Linked DNA regions of Triticum aestivum: region 1 is linked to region 2. A link is a contact called in public HiCAR-type data. All regions are on one chromosome and are shown on one strand. Each heading gives the region's core, a stretch centred on a gene start, on an enhancer-like site or on the middle of the called end of the contact. The rest is flanking DNA. Distances are from core to core; before and after follow the strand shown.

Region 1 (3,685 bases), core at 868-3,367, 380 kb before region 2:
CTTGCCTAGCAATGATGTACTCATATGGTATAAGATTCATGCCATCCCTCACCGCGGTCACCAAGCAGCACTCAGCAACAACATAGTATGCCATCCTCTCATAGAAGTGCAGTGGCCTGTCGATCAATATGACTGGCTGGTAATCTGGCTGCCCAAATGCCTCATTGATGCGCTTCACCATGGCATAGCTCTCATCCTGTACCTCCTTCACATCCTTTCCCTTCCCCCTCGCCGGATTGGCAATCTGTACCAGCACCACCTTTCCTCGATACTCTGGATGCTGCGTCAAGAGCTCCTCAAATGCCAGAAGCTTCAGACTGATGCCTTTAAATATGTCCATGTCATCCACACCAAGCATCATGATGCGGTGACGATCAGGGAACTCCTTCATAAGCTCGGCGACCTTGAGCCCGGTCTCCGGGAGGTTGAGCACTGCCTGCAGCTGCATCAAATGTATCCCCACCGGCAGTATCTTGACAGTGACAGTCCGTCCATAATACTCCAGTCCAATGTATCCCCTCTGCGACTCGTATTTCATTCCCAGCATCCTGCTGCAGCATGAGAGGAAATGCCTGGCATAATCAAATGTGTGGAACCCAATCAAGTCGGCATTCAGCAGCGCCCGGAGCACCTCCTCGCGCACCGGCAGGGTCTTGTAGATCTCCGATGATGGGAACGGGCTGTGCAGGAAGAAGCCCAGCCTGACACGGTTGAATTTCTTGCGCAGGAAGGTGGGCAGGAGCATGAGATGGTAGTCGTGCACCCAGACGAAGTCCTCCTCGGGGTTGATCACCTCCATGATCTTGTCGGTGAAGATCTTGTTGACGGACAGGTAGGCCTTCCACAGGTCGCGGTCAAAGCGGCCGCCGAGCTCGGGCGACAGTGGCAGCATGTAATGGAACAGTGGCCACAGCTGCTGCTTGCAGAAGCCGTGGTAGAAGCGGGAGCGGAGGTCGTCCGGCAGGAAGGCGGGCACGCAGCGGAAGCGGTCGTAGAGCTCGAGCGCGACCTTGTCCTGCTCCTCCGCCGGGATGTCGTCGCGCAGGCCGCCGATGTAGACGAAGTCCATGTGGGCGCGGCCCTGGTGCGCGCGCAGAGCCTCCTTGAGCTGCCGCAGGAGGCTGTCCTGGTCCCAGGAGAACTCCCAGGCGCCGTCGGCGCCGCGGCAGGCGCGGATGGGCAGCTGGTTGGCCACGATGATGGTGCGCTCCCGCGGCGGCTGGTCGGGTTGGTCGTCGGAGGCCACCGAGGCGGCAGCGTCAGCGGGGGCGTCGGAGCGGTCAAGGCCGGGCACAATGCCAGACGCCGTCATCACCCGCGGTATGCGTGGCTGCCCGAGGGACGGCAGCGGCTGGTCGCGGTCAGCGCCGCCGGCGAGCTCCAAGAGGTTGGAGTAGGATCTCGACGCCATCCTCTCCCAGATGTGATCTTCTTGACCAACAAACTCAGCAAGAACTCGAGGTTGCAGTTGCAGAGCGAGTGACGGAGCAGAGCAAGAATGGGCGGGCAGGGAGGAAAAGGATCTGCGACCGGGATGGAGTCCAAGGGGAAGAGGAAATCCGGGCGAGATTTAGCGAGGCAACAAGGAATGGAATCGGCGCAAAGGAAGTCGCCAGAAGCGCAGAAACAAATTTCCCCTTTCCGGAAAGGAGCGGCACCTTTCGGTCAAAGGGAACGGAACACGGCGGCAGAGCGGCACCGTCTCAGGTGCTCCTCCTCCCGCCGCCCACGCGGCCGCCACATCGGCAGATCGCCGCCACCGGACAACAGAAGACGCCGCCGCCCATCCCCCGGACCAGCATTAAGCAGCAACAAGAACTCGAAAGAGGGTGGCGGAAACTCCGGGGAAACTCGACGGATTGGCAAAGACGGACGCGGCGGAGGAGGGAGGAAAGGCGGTGGCGGGAGGGATGCGGGGGTGATCGTCGGTCGGCGTGCGGCGGTGGCTCTTGAGGATCGGAGGGGCTGGGCCGGGGTGGGATCTATCTATCACGACTACAAGTAACGGAATGGAGGCGAGGCTTTTCTTTGTGAAGACTGGAATGGATAGAGTATTTTTCTCGCCCTCGCTCGAGCTGGCGAGCGCGGGTCTGATGAACTCTGCGATGCCTCTCGCCGTCGCCCCGTACGCGGATTAAATATAATCGGAATTTCGCACTAAGCACCCTGGATAAACATCGGGATGCCGTCCACGGGCGCCGCGCCGCACGCCGTCCACCTAACAGCAGCCAAAGAATTCATGACAAACCATTGGCGCTATTTGTTTCCGGGATGGATAATCGTCCCTGCTGACTGACCCAAGGGATCAGCATTATCCATCCACTCGATCAATGCTCACTTTCTTACAGGACAAGAGATCGGTCAGTCACCACGGTTTCCTTGCGTGCATGCCGTGGCGGTTGCCATAAAAAAAGCTGCTTTGCTTGCAGTGGTTCTCAATTCCAACTTTTACCCCTGGATATATACTTATATACTTTTTTATTTATGAGCGCGTACTTTTTTTTTGTTGATTGAGTGCTACTGTGTTTTTTATCGGATGGTGACTTCCTGGCCTGCGGCCGAAGATCGGTGCCTTTGCCTGCTGTCAGAAGGATAGATAATGACGTGGTTGCATGCGTTTACTGCAGCCCTCATCCATTGATCGCGCCGCGGGCGGCCGCAATCCAACAAAAACGGCCTCTCCTGAGGATATGAAGAAAGTCTTCGTGCCCGTCCGGCCCGCGAAGTACCCGTGAACCCAGGGGGCTGGGTGGAAGACTCCACCGCGCGCAGTCCATGGCGCAGTCCCTCGCGGGCGGCAGCAGCCCGCGCGCGATCTTATCCGCGGGAGCGCGGCGGCCGCTCTGGGGGGCCCCACGGTGTTTGACCGGTGCGGCCGGGGCGTGGGCCGCACGATCGGGATCGGACGGGCGCGGGGGAGGGGGCGCGGGAGGTGGACGCGCAGATGATCCGCCGGGTTTCCCTAGGAGATATGTATATCCATCTTCAAGCCGCACCGGATGAGATCGGTGGACGGGGGTGGGGTCCGCGGGGTGGGCGGCCTCTCGCGCACGTGCGAGCGCTTACGTGTCGGACGCTGAGGGCGCCTCGGCGCGTGCGGCGGCCCGGCTGTTGTTTCCGACAGGAGGGATACACGGGGCCGCGTTCACACCGGAGACCCAGAGTCCACCCCACCAAAAGGAACGTAGACTTCCGAAACTGAAAGGTCAGTTACGCCGGTCGACCCGCGCGACTTTAGGCCGGTCGCCAGGCGGACCCTACGATCTGGTATGAATGACCGTCCGATTGCAGAAAAAAAGAAAGAAAAAGAGAAAAAGTCAACTCTCACCCGCGCCTAAGGTCGTCCAGGCTTTCTTACAGATTAAGAAATCAGTTACGAGTAACTGAGTCGGCCGACCGATGCGACTTTAGGCCGGGCGCCGGGCAGCCCCTACGATCTGGACATGAATGACCGTCCGGTTGAAGAAGAAAAAAGTCAACTCTCACCCGCGCCGGAGGTCGTCCCGTCTTTCTTACAGATTAAGAAATCAGTTATGAGTAACTGTGCCGGTCGACCGGCGCGACTTTAGGCCGGGCGCCAGGCAGCCCTACGATCTGGATATGAATAATCGTCCGATTGCAGAAAAAAGGAAAAAAAAGAAGGAAAAGCTCAACTCTCATCCCTGCCGGAGGTCGTCCCGATTTT
Region 2 (3,860 bases), core at 168-2,667:
CTTGAAATTGTGAAACAGGGAGAAACTATAAACTCTGAAAATAACGAATATTTTGCTCCAGAACTTTGTTATTCGTTTGGTGAATATTCCATATATACATCAACGAAAAACTGGCAAAAAAATTTTGAGTAATTCATGTGTGAAAATAATCCCTATTTCTAATGTACTCCGGTCAAATTCCTATGCACGTGTGTGTGCAGGTGCGCTTAGTGTGGGTGAACAGTATTGCATTTTGGGATCACTAGGAGTCTAGCATATAATTGTACATTTTTGATTGAGTCATGCTATGCACACGACAAAATCTGCATGATTCACAGACTAACGCACAACATATTGGTGGAAAGGGGTTGCTGCCTTTCCACCTACTCAGATTTAAGGCATGGTACCTGTAACTTGGGTTTGTTACACCAACTACTATGGGGCCTCACTTACCGTCTTTTTTCTTAATAAATACACAATTCACACATGAAGATTAAATCCAGCCGGACATGCGTATGGCTGAAAAGGGCACTAGCCGCTGGATTTACATGTCGTGCAAAGATCGGGCATGGAACAGTTTTGTTTTTGGTTTTGCATAGGGCATAAAATAGGTCCTGCATTTGTCACGGAGGAAGTATTGTTTTGTACTCCTAGCTGTTGCTGACACAAAGGAAAACTACAGAAATCCTAGGTAAGTGGTTGTCCAGACTCTGGACAATAAATGACCCAACTTAGTGAACAATGTAGGAAGGTACTTAACACTGTAGGAGTATAAAAATTAGCTGGTACTCATCAAAAAACATTCGTCTGTGCGACAAAGTTCTCCAATTTTTGGTTAGTGGACGTTATTAAGCATTCCCCTACTTTCCATTCTTGGCATCAATAACAGCAAGCTACTCTCACTAATCTCTGTTTCAGAAATAATTAAGCCTTTGCATACAAATCCAGAATTGGCTAATCAAGCATCCAGCAAGCCAGCAGCATGCATGCGGCATGTTCAGGAAAGCAATAGCTGGCCGGAGGAGTAACAAACGACATTAATCAGAGCAAACATATACCCAGAAAATCAAGGAGATTTTGATCTCTCTCCTTACCCTCCGAGCCCCATGGAGATGGCGCCGGCGGCGACCTCGGCGAGCCCGGCGGTGAGCACGAGCGAGGAAGACGCGTCGGCGCCGGACAGGCCGGCGGCGAGGGCGAAGGGCACGGTGAGGCCGTCGGAGACGCCGATGATGATGTCCCGGACCACCTCGCCGGAGGTGAAGTGCTTCTCCTTGTGGTCGTCGAGGAGCAGCCTCTGGTTCTCCTCGTCCTGCACAGGCTTCACCATCTTGCCGGTCGGCGTGGGAGCGTGCTTACGAGCGAGCTGGTGTGCTTAACTATTTCCTGCGCTCAGTTAGCTAGCTCGTGATCTGCGATGACAAGGGTGGGTTTTGGTGTAGGCGAAGTGGACAGAGCTGGGAGGGGGGATTTATAGGGGTTGGAGGCCGGGTGAAATGTCCTGTTTGGACATGGGAAGTCGGGGCAATCTTGGGATTTGGGCACGCGAGGTACTATGTGAATGTGTGGTGAGTATGTCTGATTCTGTTTTTATGCGTCCGTACTTCACTTTATTATTTGCTGAGACCAATCTACCATGGAACCACGGATCCATCTCATGCCAAGTTGTATTGTTTGCATAAACTCAAAGGAGGAGACAACGATCGTTATTGCACGTCCAACTTTTAGGGCATCTTTGATTCAAAGGATTTGTAAAATGCAGGAATATGAACTAGCACAACCAGTGCCGCAACGCCTTGCGAGAGAGGGTTGAGGCAAGTGACAACCCCCCCCCCCCCCCACCCCCACACACACACACCATCTTCTTCCTCTCTCGTCGTCGCCAGGGTGCTTCACTAGGAAAAGTCTGTGCGGCGTTGATGCCGACGGGGGCGTTGCTGATTTGGGGGGGGGGGGGGGCTACTATGGAGCTGTTGGTGGGCTGTTGTGGGTCGGCGGAGATGAATGGTGAGCTGCGGTCTTCGGCAGGCGATGGTTGACAGCGGCGCTGGTGATCCAACGCAGCGATCTTCGATAGCCGTGCGGCCTGGCTCAGTCACCAGAGAAGAGAGTGTCGGTGCATGGTCTTGGGCAGAGGTGAGCTCGATATCAGCGTGCAGTAGCATGAGCGTTTGTCTCGGGTTTTCTTTAAGGAGTCTTCATGTCTGGTTTGGGGCATGCTATCCTAGTGTAGTAATAATGTCCTTCCGGCCCTTTCCCCGGGCTGAGGGCGTGTGGACCTATGTTTCCGACGGGTCTTCTGGGATCTAGGCGGTTTTGGTTTTTAGTGGATCCGTCTAAATTCGACCGGCTTTAGTGGATTCCGGAGTTTCTACATGCATTTTTCGGCGTTTTCTTCTCCGGGATGATTTACAAATCGCGGCCGTTGTCGTCTCCTGCTCTACATCGACGACTTCCGTGCCGCTGCTTTTACAAGCTCATGGGTTTAAACAAGTTTACTCCGCTGAGGTGGAGGCATAGAGATGGCATCGAGCTACACTCACATCGCTTTTTTTTTTACAGTGGGATGAGCTTGCTGCACTTTTTTTTACAGTTTATACCGCTGCACAAAAGTTGATGATCCCATCTGCTAACTTGGAGCGATCACAGGAACTTCAGCAGAACAGGTCCATGGATTCCCATCAGCCTGCAATAATTAACAAAAAGTGCTTCATGAATCACGATCGATCAACGCAGATTAAGCGCACACACACACAACAAAAGGCGGCCGAGGCAACCACATGCAAATATCCAGGCGTCCATGTGCGTCCAAGAGGGTGGGGATAGACGCCGCCGGTCGCCATCGGTGGACGCGTGGGCGCGGCCGTGACACGCAGGCAGTTGTCGTGTGCCCGCCACGAGCCTCGATGACAAAAGGCGGCACAGAAAAGCAGGAGCCGCTAGCGACCGCCGCCGCACGCGCCACGCGCGCCCAGCGGCGCACTGCGGTGAGCAGCTCCCCCCACGCCAACTTGCGGAAAAGTAGCCTAACTTTCGGTTGGGAAAATCTCCCCAAAAATTACGACGGATCAGGGTAAAGTTTCCCGCCCGTGTTTGGGTTTTACGAGCCGCCTTTTGGATGGTGCGGCTGGGCTCCAGTAGGCTGAGACTGATTTGAAGTTTGAATCATCCGTTGCCTTGATTGACAAGGGTGTCAAGTGGTCTGGCTCCACGTGCCGTGATGCGCTTGAGAAACTAAAATACAGTGCATCAACGCATAGATCCAGCAAACTCCAAATTGAGCTTGTTGTCCTGTTACTCTCCCACGGAGGGATGGCCTGAATTGAACCGTCCTATAATTATTCTTGGTTTCCCATACTTTATTCATATAGCGCATGTATGTACTCTAGTGAAATGGTTAATGCCTTTTGGAAGAACTGGAAGAGCATCTTGGGGAGCTGGGGTTTCAACTTTCAACCTCAACCAACTCCTCTAAAAAATTTGTTGACTTGGCATGCACTTGGCAACACAGATGAATACCTCTTCTCCTAGGCCAAGGGAATTTAATCTACGAATTTTCTAGCAAGCGAACATTCGATAATCAATATATCTCGTAGTCTAGACTTTGTACTATTTATGTTTTTGTTTTTGTAATGCATGAACATATTTCTAGACATCTGCATCTAGACGATGCATATGACCACAATTCAATACAAGTAGAGCATATGAAGTGGTTGATGTCAACAACATCCATACGAAATATGGCATCAACACCACAAACTAAGTGGCCATTCTTCCGCACCAATGGTTTCAAGAGAGAGACTCTGAACGTGCACCTGGTTGTGATCGAACTGATTAAGGTCATATCAAGAATTTTCATCCTATAGGGTGCAACCCATATT

What was found. HiCAR-type assays count read pairs that join an accessible place to other places.
Region 1: a HiCAR-type map of leaf shows a contact between it and region 2, with 4 times the contacts expected there. The contact joins the promoter of LOC123121462 here to the promoter of LOC123121461 in region 2. A contact is called at or near these places in 2 of 5 Hi-C or Micro-C datasets (both in leaf) and 1 of 1 datasets of contacts at active chromatin or transcription factors (leaf).

The regions. Positions count from the first base shown.
Region 1 is chr5D:321,422,957-321,426,641 of IWGSC CS RefSeq v2.1, reverse strand. It overlaps LOC123121462 (alpha,alpha-trehalose-phosphate synthase [UDP-forming] 6), which reads right to left and starts at 2,117. Exons shown (of 3, transcript XM_044541453.1): 1 at 1-2,117. The coding sequence starts at 1,411.
Region 2 is chr5D:321,042,829-321,046,688 of IWGSC CS RefSeq v2.1, reverse strand. LOC123121461 (vacuolar iron transporter 2) reads right to left here and starts at 1,417. Exons shown (of 4, transcript XM_044541451.1): 1 at 1,074-1,417. The coding sequence starts at 1,309.